Linked DNA regions of Mus musculus: region 2 is linked to region 1. Evidence: chromatin contacts called from public Hi-C data. All regions are on one chromosome and are shown on one strand. Each heading gives the region's core, a stretch centred on a gene start, on an enhancer-like site or on the middle of the called end of the contact. The rest is flanking DNA. Distances are from core to core; before and after follow the strand shown. Region 1 holds the start of Suco (SUN domain containing ossification factor). Region 2 holds the start of Slc19a2 (solute carrier family 19 (thiamine transporter), member 2).

Region 1 (7,208 bases), core at 1,604-4,103:
GCACCTTCAGCTTCTGAATAGTGTATATTATATCATAAAACTTTGAAGACTTCAGCAAACTAAGAGACATGGATATTGACTAAGGGTAAACACAATATAATAAGTCCTTGAAGGAGGAAGACAAGGGCCGTCATAAGCAGATGTTGAAGGCCAAAATGAGAGGTTGAAGTGATGAGAGACAGGAGAGAGAATCTATGCAACACCTAGAAGCTGAAAAAGTCAAAGAACTGGAGTCTCCCCCTCAGGGTCTCCAGAATGAAGCAGCCATGCCACCTTAATACTTGCCCCAGTGAGACTGATTTTGGACTCCTGTACACACACCCTACAACTATAAAACAACTATGTGTACGCCAGTGGATTTCTGGTAATTTGTTATAGCAGCAGTAGGAGCTTACAAGGAGGCTTCTTAGTTGAGATAGTTTCAGTACTAAAAACGAGAGAGGCCACTCACTCAAGCTTTCAAGATTCACAATATTCAATACACAGTAAACATAAGAAAAACACCTTTGAATGCTTTTATAATGAAAGACAGCATGCTCTTACTGTTTTACAAAGTGCATGTGTTATCTCATTTGCTTCTAATAACTTTGGTATGAATGGATCAATTTTATCATACTGAGGCTCTAAAAACTAAAGTTCAAAGGAATTATATAGCATGTCCAAGTACACATATCTAGTAAGTGATGGTACTGTATCTGTCTAAAAACACAGGCCTTATTTAACCTATAGTCAGTCAGAGGACCACTGTAGTGAGGAGCCTGTATTACAAGCTGCTTAGGTTCAAATCTAAATTTTAGAATGCAGTAGCTGCTTAGCCATGTTACTCTGTTGCAAGCATAACTTTAGCCTCTCTATTTATTCATCTGTAAAATACAGAATTCAACTAATAATATCTACCTAAGAGGACCTTGCTGACAAAGATGCTAAAACGTACACATGCCACATGCTTGGTACAGATAACAATAAATATTAGCTATCACTGTTCTTCTGTAGCTACACTACAATTACACCTAGAATACACTGTACTACTTAACCAAGAATTGTGATTAGCAGTGTGCAAAAGAAAAAAATAGCAACCAGAATGAATAGATAGGATGCATTTTGGTTTTCTGTTAAGGTAAATCTATAGCACTCTAGGCAGGAAAAGAGAAAAGGCAGAAGGCTGTATCACACACAATCTATCAACTATGACAGTATAAGATCAAACTAAACTGCAGTAATAGTAATAGAGTAAGTCCTGGGTAGACCCTAGAACTGATTATTATATGAACATAGAATACTCAATCTACAAAAGAGAAGTGGGTAACAAAATCTGGAGATAATTTCTGAATGAGGGGAGAAAAGGCTAGTAAGAGAAGCTCACCAACTCTAAGAAATTGCTACCTAATCCTACACTGGTTTCAGGTACCAGTTTCTCTTAAGGAGTATTTAAAGGATTCAGAATGACAAGAAATACAGTCTTTCCAGTCAGATTTTCTCAGACAAGTGTTTTCTTGAGCCCATATTAATATATTATTCTATGTGAGCAACAACTCTACAACTTGAGCACCTCTGGATTCCATTACACCCATAAAAAAAAGGGAATTATTACTGGCGCTTTGAAGACATAAGGTAAATAAGAAAGTGTGTTTAGATTTTAGTATAAGAAGCAAAATCTCTTTAACACAAAGGCCATCACTTTCAGTCACCAAGTCTCAAGGCTCTTTGGGAATTCCTTCAGAAAGAATGGCTTTTCCAAGTACACCTTTAGCAATCCTTTGGTTCATAAGCTATGTCTGCTCCTGGACATCCAGAGATGTGCTTGAAATTAACTTGAACTCCATAGAACTTCAGAGAAAGGGACAGAGCGGGTCGCAAAAACCGTTTCCTTTCTAGTGCCAAAGAACATGCCCCAAAACTATGGCTGACTCCACATCTGTGATAATCCTCTCCCACCAGGCTAACCGAAAAAGGGCTTCATCAGGGATCCCGCCCGCCCCACGCCGCAGGGTTTCAAGGAGCAGCCCCAAAAGTACTATTGGTCAAGATTGTGCAAGACCTGACCAGAAGAACAACAGTTTAGACATTACTCTTACCCTCATGACGACTCACGTTTTCAAAATCACAGGTCCGGAACACATCACACCTGACTCGCCCCTGCCCTTACCTCATAACGAAAGCAAATGAACTGACAGCAAAACTGAGTAACTCACTCACTAGCTTTCTGAACACTACCCAAACTGCCCTAACTGCGGTGATGGGGTACCCGAGTACAAAGGCAAAAAGTGATCCCCAATATCCCCTTCTCTCCCTGCTGGAACTCTGCAAATTCCAAAACACAACTCGTAAACCACAAGAGGAAGAGCTGGGTGGCCGCTGTGTCCCTGGCTTAGGAGCAGGAGCACCAAGCAACCCAAAAAGCCGAGATGATTTGGGGGTGTGACCCGACCTACTCCCTCTTTCATCCCCACGGGAAGTCCCCAGAGGCCGGCCCCTTACTCACCAGACTAGAGAGCAGAGAGAGAGGCAGGAGACCAGGGCCAAGGCCCGCCGGTACTTCTTCATCTTCTCCTCCTTCTTCCCCCTGCCAGGAGGCGGCACATCCTCCCCACAGCAGCCACTGTCGAGGCCAAGATGGAGGAGCCGGAGCAGAAACGCGAGGATGGGACCGAGAGTCCGAAGAGCAGTGGGGCTTGGGGAGCGGTTCCGCAGCGGCTCGCGTCCCGGATGGCCTCCCCGAGAGGCCCACGGCAACGGGAATAGGGACGCTTCACAGGAGCGCTCGGGAGACTGCCGCCGCCGCCGCTCTGTCTGCCCGCTCGCCCGCGCCCGCCTCCTCCGGCCTTCGCCGCCACTGCCTCCCCATCCCCGCCCCGCCCGCCCGGGCCCTCGCTCCGTGCTGCCGGCGACCAACGGCCGCCGCGTACTCGCCTCTCAGCAGCCAATCCCCGGCCGGGCCAGCGCACCTCGCACTCCACTGAGCTGGGTGGAAGGAGACGCGTCACCCACGTCCCTCTCGGCTCGCGCTCCACAAGTCACAGCGCGGGCCACGCCCCCTCCGCTGACAAAGCTCCAAAACGCCACAACCGCCGCCCAACCTGCGCAGGTCCCACCCACTCGCTGGCGCTCGAACAGGAAGTCCTGTAACCCTCGGTCTTCCGCCTTTCAATGGCCTGCCCACTCTCGCTGGCACGCGCCGCCTCCGCGCACGGGTATCTGGGGCTTGTAGTCCTCCTGCCCGAACCCGCCTTTTTTTTTTTTCCTCCGTAGAACTCGCGGGTTTGGTTCTCGAGTTTTACACTTTCACTTCTCACCTTCAGACTGACTAGCTTTGTCATTTGTCATTGTTAAGTCTATAATTCTTCCTTGGAGCACAGTCATGGAACGGCCTGGAATGACTGGAGAGGGTCAGGAGAAAGCATGCTAATGCAATTTAAAAGTCGGTTTACCGGCAGTGGGTCGGGCTTACTGAGGTAGATGATGATTGGAAGGTAGAAAGAGGCGTGTCAACGTTTCCTCTCACATGATTGGCTGGGAAGGACTGAGCTTTTCTTTCACCTAAGTGAGAATTCCTACCTGCCCGCCAGATTCCTAAGATAGAGCTTTAGTGTTCTTTTTTGTTCTTTTAATTTCGGGCTGTGGGTTTGCTGCTGCAAGGCAGAAAAGACACTACGGACTCTCGGCGTCTGGAAGCAGAGAAAGCGAACTCCTACACATACTTGCTGTGAACAAGAAAAAAAAAAAGAAGTGGTGTTCACAGATGGAGACCCCAAAATCTGTAAAAAGCTGAGGCCCAGAATCCTACTTAGGGAGCGTTGGTGTGCAATCTCAGAATGCTTTGTGGCTACTGCCAGACATCTCTTCAAGTAGCTTACTGATCCTGAAAGACAGCAGTTGGAAGAGACTAGACTTTTGGCCTCTTAGTATAGCAGTTCCTTCCTCTAAGTCTCCCGTGTGCCTATTTAACATATCAAAGCAGAACTGGCTGCCACGTTCTCCCAGCATTCTTCAGTCTCTACCAGTTAGTTGCAGGATTCTTCTCATCAGCCCCTACTCCAAACTTCTCCAGCCCAGGGGCTGGGCAGCCATTCCCTCATGCACCCTTCCCTATATAATCCAGCCATTTTGGTTACCTGGCCCTTTTGGTCTGCCCTTTACCCTCCTGGCCTCTTGATCTCCTGGTCTCCTGGCTCTCCTTGCCTCCTCCACTTTCCTCACATGGCCCCTGCTCAGGTTCGTATTCACTCTGGACTCGTCCAGATGCCCCTGTCTCTGGCTATGTCTCCCTTGTATAAACCTCCTCTACCATGCCCAGGAGCAGTCATTCCCTTCCTATTTTATTTTATTTTATTTTCAGTTCCTCTCATCTATCTGCACCGCCATACCCATTAACCTCCTCCACTTCTCCCACCCTTAACTCCTGAGATCTGTGAACACTATTCTGTTCTCATCTTTGAAATTATCTTAATTTTCATGTATAAGAGAGACTACACGGCATTTGTATTTCTACCTCTGATTTTACACAACATTCTCCAATTTCATCTGTGTTACAACTAATGACAAGATTTCGTTCTTTTTATAGTTTAATGTGTAAATAAATATACTGTATTTTCTTTATCAATGGATCCCTAGGTTGCTTCCATATTTTGGCGACTGTGCAATTCCTCCTTGACATTTACCCAGGTGTTATGTTTTATATAAAAGAAAAAGCCGGGGATATGTTAGGTGGAGGCACAGTATGGAGTTGGGGGAGGGGGGCAGGGAGAAGGCTGTGCTTCTGCGGGCCCACACTGAGGCATCCCTTACCCCTGAGGAACAGCCATACAAGTATAGTATAGAATAGAGTTTATTTAGGGCATGGGGAGGGGAGTTGACAAGATAGTAGAGACAGAGAAAGGGAGAGAGAGAGGAGAGGAGTAGAGGCTAGCCATGAACACTTGGAGAGGGAGAGGAAAATGAAGGGAGAAGGGACAGAGTGGGAGAGAGTAGAAAGGCAAGCAAAAATAGAAAGAAGGGGGCAAGCAGCCCCTTTTATAGTGAGTCAGGCATAACTGTGGGGTGGAGCCTAGAAATGCTAACACCAAGCAGCAGGATTGTTGAATTGTTTGGTAGTTTTGTTTTTTTGGTTTGTGAGGGAAGATGGAGCAGAGACTGGATTGGGTGGGGAAGAGTGTCAGAAGCCCTGTGAGTACATCAGGTAATAATGGCCCACCAGGACCAGCTTCTGGAAAACAGATTAACTTACTTGGAATGATGCAAGGCTTATATACTTTGGGGAATGGGAGTAGGGTAGGAACATCTAGGATGGGCAAAGGTCACTGGATAAAGGCTTAAGGTACCAGGATGCCTCATTAACATGGAGAGGCATCCAGAAATCTCAGGTGCTAGCTGAACAGGTTCATATTGGGAGGAAGAAAGTTGAACCTGTAATCTTAACCAAGGCTATGTGATACTCTGCAGGTAGAGGTATGTGGAGGGTTAAGGTTAGAGAAGGGGGAAGCCCTGCCAGTAAAGGAAGGCCTCCATTTTGTGCTGAGCCCAGAAGGCCTTCTGGGCAATGGTAGATTTGGACCTTAATTAGCAGGGCTTTCCCATAGTTTTGGTTTGGTTTGGTTTGGTTTTCAAAGAAATCATACTGTTTTCCATGGGCCCTAAGTTACTTTTTACTGCTGTAATAAAAAATCATGACCAACAGTAATTTGGCGAAGAAAAGGGGGTATCTGGCTTACAGTCGATCCATCATAGAAAGAAGTCAGGGCAGAAGCATCAACACAAGAATCTGCAGGCAGGAACAAGAACACTGCTCCCTGCCTTTCTCCCTGTAGCTTTCCCAGCCTAATTTCTCTCCTAGATGTATGTATTTTGTTATTTTGTATATATGACTGTTTCCCCTGCATGTATGTCTGTGTAGCAACATATATGTTCCTGGTGCCCGTGGAGGTGGCAAGCTGCTATCTGGGTGTTAGAAACTGAACCCAAGTTCTTTGCAAGAATAGCAAATGCTCTTAACTACTGAGCCAATCCATCAGTAGTCCATCAGCCAGGTTTCTTATACAATTTAGGATTACGAGGCCAGGATAAGCACCCCATACAGTGAGCTGAGAACTCCCTCCTCAATGATTAAGAAAATGCCCTACAGACTTCCCTCTGTGCAATCTGATGGAGGTGTTTTCTTCATTGAGCTTTCCTGACACAGATAACTCTAGCTTATAACAAGCTGACAAAAAAAAACAGGACAACTGATTCCTTGACAACTTGACACACAAACACATCACTTGTCAACCGTAACTTTTCTTGTTTATCTTCAAGATCTCATTTGAAGACCATTATAACAATATAAAGCCTTTCAAGTTTATATGGTTCCACAGTCTCAGTTCACGTACTCAGACATGTGTAACTGTATTAGCTTAGATCCCCATGAAGAGCATAGAATAGTTCCTATTTTTCTTTACCTTAGTCAGATTTGGGGGGTCAGGGGGATCTTTTTTATAGTAGTCATTCTAACTGGAGTAAGATTACATGTTCTTTTCTTTTTTTTATTTTTGTTTTTTTTGCGGGGGGGTGTTTTGTTTTGTTTTTGTTTTTTGTTTTTTCAAGACAGGGTTTCTCTGTGTATCCCTGGCTGTCCTGGAACTCACTCTGTAGACCAGGCTGGCCTCCAACTCAGGAATTCGCCTGCCTCTGCCTCCCGAGTGCTGGGATTAAAGGCATAAGTCATCACACCCGGCACATGTTATTTTCTTAATCTGCATTTCCCTAAGAAATTGTGATGGTAATTTTCCATATAGTTATTGTATATCTTCTTTTGAGATATGGCTATTAGGTTTTCACTTGGCTCTTAATTGCATTATCTATTGTTTTGTTTGTTTGTTTTTGAAAGAGAATCTGCTATAACAAAAACTCTCTCAATTCAGTAAAATCTCAAACCTCTAACCACACACCTACACACAGTAACTAATGTTCCCTACAGGTATTTGGGTTATTCTGGAAGTTACAAAGGGACATCATGCACAGTGAACAAAAGCTCAGCCATTCCTGAAAGGTTAACAACACAGAAACTATGTAGGGGTCAGGTCCCAGCCCTGATAAAGATCAGAAAGTCTTTACTGCTGGTAAGAAAGAACAGACCGATCTCAGAACAGCAGCCAACACCTTCTGGTCATCTCTTTTGTCCTTTATCTCCCATATAAATGGTACCTAAGAAACTCAAGAAGAGAACTATTTGTCTA
Region 2 (7,208 bases), core at 3,392-5,891, 2.4 Mb after region 1:
CCTTTCATCATGACCATAAACAAATATCTCCAGACAATGACAAACATCTCCTGTGGGCCCAAATCTTTACTAGTTTTGTGAGAACTACTGTTTTCCACCTACTAGAGAAACTCAAAACCCGACCCCTCTTGTCCTTCAACATTCTCTGCCTGCATTCCTTCCAGCAAGGAAAGAACTCGGCCTTTAGGAGTAATCTCAGGGGTGGATAGGGAGAAATGGGAGGGTGGAGAGGGCTGTACTGGGAGGAGCTGACGTACAGGGTGCCGAAAAATGCTTAAAATACATTGTAAGAAATTCTCAAAGAGTTCATAAAGCTATTACAAAAAGAATCTGCTTTCAACTGCTCTCAAAACAAATGCTCTTATATTTGCTAGTGAAAATGTAAGCTAGCCCCGCTTTAGCTTTTGTAGAGAACAACTGAGACATACCTATTTTTTAAATTGTGTTTTAATTTTTTAAATTTTATTTAAATTTTTAAAAACTATTTTAAATATTTCTAAATATGTATTCTTCAACTATTCAGTGAATAAATGAAATTAAGCATATATAAACATATATTGTGCAGTGATTTAATTATAGCACTGTTAATGACCTACAACTAGAACTATAAGTGCCACAAATATGGAATGCTTAAATAAATCAAAGTACATCCACACAACGGATTGTTGTATAGAAGGTAGTAGAAGTATACCTTATTATACTTCTGCATGCTCTCCACATAGCACTCCTCAGCAAGATAAACAAAAACCAGAAAGGTGTAAAACATAAATTTACTTTTTTTCAAAACATATATTCCCACATATGAGTGAGAGAAAAAATCTCTTAATATCCTATTTATCCATATTTCATGGGAGAACATAGTACGCAGAATACATAAAAAGCACTTGTAGTTCAATAACAAAAGAAAACAATTTAAGGGACAAAGAACTTGAATGGACCTAGAGATAGACAGATAGTCACTACACACAGGAAAATATGCTCAACACTATCAACATCAACACTATCACTCTCTAGGGAGGTTAGAAACCGAATCCATGAGCTACCACATCACACTGACTAGGTAGGCTACCCCCTAGAAAGAAAAATACACATGGATGAGGATGTAGAAAAATTGGAAGCTTTGGATATTGCTTGAATATGGTACTGTTTCTATGGGAAACAGTTTGGCAGCTCCTCAGACAAAACAGAATTCCCAAATGAGGCATCAATTCCTCTCCTCGGAAACACACATTCAAACACACACACACACACACACACACTCACTCGCAAGTTTATAACTCACGTTTCACTCAAAACGTGAAAGCAAACCAAATGCCCATTAACTGGTGAGTGTATAGATATGGCTCAGGGCTCAACTACCGAACAGAAAGTGTTGACTTACATTAAGGTATAAGTGAAACATAAAGTCCTATGCTAAGGGAAAGAGGCCAGAGATGAAAGGTCGCAGGTATGAAACTTTCATGCAGACACATTGTTAGACACACAGGCACATTATAGTGTTCCCAGGCATTGTGGGTAAGGGGTCAGTGGAGACTCATAGCTTCTTGAGTGTGAATTGGCTTATGTGGTTGAAAACATTTCTTATTACTAGAAAGGGGCAATGGCTTAGTATTAGGAATGTACTAAGCCGCTGAGCTGTCTGTTTCAACATTGCTTATTTTGCATTGTCTTACTATAACCTTAACTTAGAAATTTATATTCTGACCATATTGTCCAAACATGCCCATCTTTATCTCATCTCAGAAGCTAAATGGGGTTGGAGTCGTTAATACTTGGATGAGAGCATATATGCATACATACATACATACATACATACATACATACATACATACATATTAGCTCAACATTAGTTTCCTATTGTTGCAAGTTCACAAAGATTTACCATCTGAAAACAATTACAACAGCTTAGCTCACAGTGGAGTGTAACCAGATGGGCTTAGGTAGGTAGGATCTCTGTTTGGGATTTCATAGGCTAAATCCAAGATGTTGGCTGGACTTTCCTCTGGAGGCTCTGAGGAAGACTGCACTCCAAGGTCTCTGACGTGCTGGGTGGCGGTGGTAGTGGTAGTTTTGTGAGACAGGTTCTCACTATGTACAGTATCTGTCCCCGAACTTCCCATGTTATTCATGTTAGCTGTAAAATTGAAATCCTCCTGATTCAGTTTACCATATGGTGGACTACAGATGTGTGCTACTATTCTTAAGAATTTTAGAAGGATTCAGTTCCATGTGATCGTAGGACTGAGGTACTGGCTTCCTTGCTGTCAGCCAGGACCCACGCTCCATTGTCACAGATTGCCCTCATCTTGGTTCATAGGCAGTAAAAGGTCAAACCCTTTTGACCTTTCAAATAAACCCTTCTGGGTTCTTTTTCTGCTACCATGGAAAGAAACTCTCTGCTTACAAAGGGCCTCTGTGATTAGGCTAGCTAGATAATTCCATTTTTGTTATAAAATGTTGTGCAATCACGAGAGTATTATCTCATCAAATCCATAAGCTTTCGTGCTACACTCAAGTAGATAGAGATTATATAAGGACAAGAGTCATTTTGGTAGAATTCTGCCTACTTAGGAACCTCTTTCAGAAAAGTAAGAAGTAATTTTCTGCCCAATTCAGGAGAAACTGCTTTATATCCAGACTCATCTCGAAGATTAGAAACTTCAATATTCGATCTATAACAAGGTGATGTATAGATTCCATAGGGTTTCAAGCCTCAACAAAAGACTAGAAAGTTGATTTTAAAAGATAGACATCTCAATGCAAAGCCCTTATCAGCTTGTTGGTTCATTTGTTTTTCTTCCCTTTTCTCTACTAAAATACATGTCCGTGCAAGGCAGCCAGGAGAACTAACTGCTCCAGCTCTATCTCTATAGTTGTGAAGAGAAACTGATATGATGGTGGAAATTTAGGTGACTACACATTTAATAGACCAAACATCCTCAAGCTTTTTGGTCTCGGAGCTCTTGTCATCGAGGAGACGTTTGATTTTGGTGACTTAGAACGGTTGATATTATCAATTTAGTAAATTGAACCGAGAAAATTTGAAATATAGCACACAGGCACACTCTCTTTTAGCTTACAAACTGATATCATCACAGGTTATATAGCCTCTGGAGGCTAAAAGGAATAAAGTCTTCCTAGCCAGCCCTTCAAAAGACTCTGAAAGATGTCAACACCACACCTTGCATTTTGGCAAATTGCTCCACGCACACATTTTGTGTATTCACTCGTGCAGCTCGATTCTGCTGATATTGGGACAGAGTCAGTCTGTGAGTCCAGCAAAAAGTCATGCAGAGGGCGATGAAAGAAAGCGCTGGGGATTCCTGCCACGGTTTGCCCTTGAAAAACTTCTGACAACAACCTGCCCTCTTATTGCCTCGTTTTTCTGTTTTAGTGAAGTGTTTTAGTGAAGGATCGCTCAATGGGAACCCAGGAGGTTCGCACAGTGAGCCCTTTCAGTCCTGCCTGCCAGCCCTCAGGTGTCTAGTTGGTCCTTCTCCTTGGAGACGCAGTGACCCAGGCAGAAATGAAAGAATGAAAATTCAGATCGCCCTCACTAACAACAGCAGTCTGAGAGGTGAATCTCAAGACTGGGAGTCGCTGTGACCAGAGGTGCTGGAGAGCCAGCAGCGCATGGTCTGAGCCAGATTTTGTAGCCAAGAGTAGGAAAGGGGGAGTGCAGGCTCCCTTGGAGAAAGACGGGGTGATTAGCCTGTCTGGATGGACCGAGAAGACAGAAACCTCCCAGTGTAGGGTGGGGGTTAGCTGCTTTTACTTTTGAACCCTGTGGGTATTTCGTGAGCGGCACACTTCCTGAAACCTTGAGCCCATTTTAGGGCCTAGGTTTTTAGGGCGATTTCCTTTCCATAGGATATATTAGTTAATTGTTCTTTGTATCCTGCCAACAAAAAGTGACGAAATAAAGCAAAAGCCTCTTGCTGATTAACTCGGTCATCCTCGTTTTCTTTCTGTCTATAGTAAAAGGCCCCAAATCTCAGTTCTCAGGTCCAGCTTGTGTCTTTCTACCACATTTAAAGACAATGTTAAAAAAAAAAAAAGCAAACTAAATCAAACCCAGCAACAACAACAAAAAGCTCTTGGAGCCCAGGGATTGCATTCTCCCGCCTCAAGGTTAAAGGTTTGCAAGCCTGTGTCATCATGTGTCCCGGGCAGAGGACCAACATCAGTAGGTTGGCAGATAAGACTGAGCAGACTCGCTGCGATGAAGCACACATCCGGGGATCCCGCTCTAGGGAGCCTTCCGGACGTGTGATCGGAAAATGCCTGGTGACCGATCCGACCAGGGAGGGTGTGTAGGGTCCTCGCCACAGAGTCCAGACATGGCCCCTAAAAGTCCGATGTCCCAGAACCCCTCACGTCAGAGCCCGGGCGCGCAGCCCCAAGCGGCCTTTCTGTCTTTTGAGCCACTGGCCAATAGGGAAGCAGGGAGGTTGGCTCCGGCCGGGAGGCATTGGCGAGGAGGAGGTTCCCGGGGGCGTGGCTAGTGATCGTCTGCTGTGGGTGGGCGTGGCGTGGGGCGTGGCCAGGCGGAGGCGGGCCAGACCGGGAGGCGGACCTAGGGAAAGGGCGTTCTGCGGTCGGGGCGGGGCGTGGGGGCGGGGCCAGGCGGGGTGGCGGGCCAGACCCGGAGGCGGACTTAGGGAAAGGGCGTTCGGCTAGCGAGCTGTGGCCGCCGGCGGGCGGTGGGGACTCCAAGCACCTTGACCCTGGCGCGAGGCGGCGTCGCGCACGCTTACAGGTGCCCGCGCGGGCTCGCGGCTCGGGCGCCCTCCCGTTGGCCGAGAAGGAGGAGGGGGCCGTGTCGGCGTCCAGCCCCTCGCGCCCAGGATGGACGTGCCAGCCAGGGTGTCCAGACGAGCGGCGGCGGCGGCGGCCAGGATGCTTCTGCGTACTGCCCGCGTCCCTCGCGAGTGCTGGTTCCTGCCGACCGCGCTGCTCTGCGCCTACGGCTTCTTCGCAAACCTCCGGCCGTCGGAGCCGTTCCTCACGCCCTACCTTCTGGGACCCGACAAGAACTTGACCGAGAGACAGGTAGGCAGGAGCGGCAGGCGGGGAGGCCGAGCATGTCAGATGTTTGTGGAGGGTCTGGCGGCGGAGTCCCGGAGCGGGCTACGCAGATATCTGTTCGGATTTCTGCTCGCTTGGAAAAGTGGCCTTACTCTTTGCGTTTCTAGCACGTTCCGTGCGAGACTAAGCAAGATGGGCCGCAGCCCACGTGCATGTGTGTTTCAGGCCGTATGTGGATAACCCGGTTCTGCCCGGACAAGTCCTGTGGGAGCTGCTGGGGACCGGGGACAGTGCGTGGATAAAGAAAACAGTAAACTCGACTTTCAGTAGAATATGTACATATGAGTGTTTGTATGTATATATGGATGGATGTTATTTGGCTTTGTTTTTGTGAGAGGGTCCCCCTTTCCTTCCCCTCCTTGACTTTGTTTACCCCTGACAAGATAGATACGCGCTATTACAGAAGGACAATACAGGACAGTAGTACGCCATCCGAATATGGGTGCTTGATTAGGTAAGACTGTGTCCAAAGATTTACTGCACCCTCTGAAGTCCGTCTCTGGGATGAAAACAGACGGTGTCATATAATTGGTACTTAGCTTTTCTCGGATGGTGAAGTGTTGCTTCACCTACAGGTTTTATCCTCCGTACAGGTGTTTTTGAGGGCTGTGATGCACATGGGCCATGACCAAGAACTCCTGCGCAGACATTTATTCAAGATACAAACTTGTACGCACAGCACCACAGAAGTGCATAGTATACTTCAGAAATGTGCCTAACTCCTGTGATTAAAGCTCATTATCCCGGCACTTGGTTTTGTCAGAGGAGCTTGTAGATGGAGATTGCTGCTCCAGGACCCTTTCCTTGAGTATCCAAAAGAGTGAAAGCTCAGGTCCGATGTCTTTTCCCTACTGTCAGATGAGTGGATGCTGAATAATTGCCACCTTCTTCCTATACCCGGTTTCCTTCCTTACCGCGCTGCTTCCCTGCCCAGGTGGCTGTAGAATATGACTCCCATTTAAGCCTCCCTGTCATTTCCTGTCAGTCATCACTTCTGAGGAGCAACTAACTCAATAACTTGGCATGCCAGGTCAGAGCAAGAGGTGACACTACCAGACCCATTTCAGACTGGCAGGATATAATTACTCAGAGTCCAGTTTGTTGTGCCTTTATTCAAGGTCACCTGGGAAAGAATTGAGAGTCAGTGTGGAATCCCGGATCCACTGACATTTAGCAAGTACAGCTGACTTCTGCCGTAATGTTACACCCTGCTCCCTAGTCTTATGGATCATGTCACAGTTATTCATTATCCATGTGTATTTTGGTGCTGGTTAAAGCCAACAGTAGAAAGATAAAGCCTTCTGATTTAGAATGGTTTTTCCAAGAAGAAAATTGCTCTGTGGTTATAAGAAAGTGCGATCTTGGAGACCCAGGACAACCACTGAACCTGAGGTATAGACCCTGAGGCAGACATGACTCAGCATGTGAGCAGAGTAAGCAAGTTTGCATGCAAACTGCTGTGCGATCTGCACAGTGTATGTCCTTGCCTGACAGAAGCATGTGAGGAGAAATGTGCTCTTGGTGTTGATATTTGAAAGTTGATATGTTTTGTCAGGGGACCTGGATCAAGAGCTGCTGTGTGCTGCAGTATGGCATGCTCTGCCCTCTCAGCAGGCCTTACATATAGGGGGTATAAGAGTATAGCAGCGTGCTGGGCCCAGCAAATGCTTGTTCATTGTACGACAACACAAGGATGCTTGTCTTAGTGCCAAGTAGTCGAGGCAAGGGGATTTAAAGAGAAATCTAGTGATCTGGGATGTGGGATCTTGGAGTCTTTGCTAAAATGCTAGTGTAGCCCTTCTTTCCAGGTTGAGAATCCTACATTTAAAAACAAAACGAAAACCTAGTAGCTGAAATAGAACCACTGTTGTCCTTCACGAATGAGCACTTGCTTTCAGCAACGGACAGCTAAATAAAACATTGAATGATTTTTAAGCAAAGTAAATCCCAGGTTATAGTCAGTGACATTTGTACTGAAGTTTATATTTTTCCCTTGAAGACATCAGAAGTGCCAACCTGGGTTATCTTAAATCATGCTGAGTGCCTAAGGCTCAAGGGCAGAATTTCCCCTCTCCATTCCCATTCTAGAATTTTACCACTTTAAGATTGAGGCAGGTTCT

What was found. A called contact is a pair of places that touch in the nucleus more often than the background predicts.
Region 2: a Hi-C map of muscle stem cells shows a contact between it and region 1, with 4 times the contacts expected there. The contact joins the promoter of Slc19a2 here to the promoter of Suco in region 1. A contact is called at or near these places in 1 of 39 promoter capture datasets (hippocampal neurons), 1 of 484 Hi-C or Micro-C datasets (muscle stem cells) and 1 of 115 datasets of contacts at active chromatin or transcription factors (astrocytes).

The regions. Positions count from the first base shown.
Region 1 is chr1:161,873,829-161,881,036 of GRCm38.p6, forward strand. Suco (SUN domain containing ossification factor) reads right to left here and starts at 2,854. Exons shown (of 24, transcript NM_001357402.1): 1 at 2,483-2,854. The coding sequence starts at 2,544.
Region 2 is chr1:164,244,405-164,251,612 of GRCm38.p6, forward strand. It overlaps Slc19a2 (solute carrier family 19 (thiamine transporter), member 2), which reads left to right and starts at 4,642. Exons shown (of 6, transcript NM_054087.3): 1 at 4,642-5,052. The coding sequence starts at 4,849.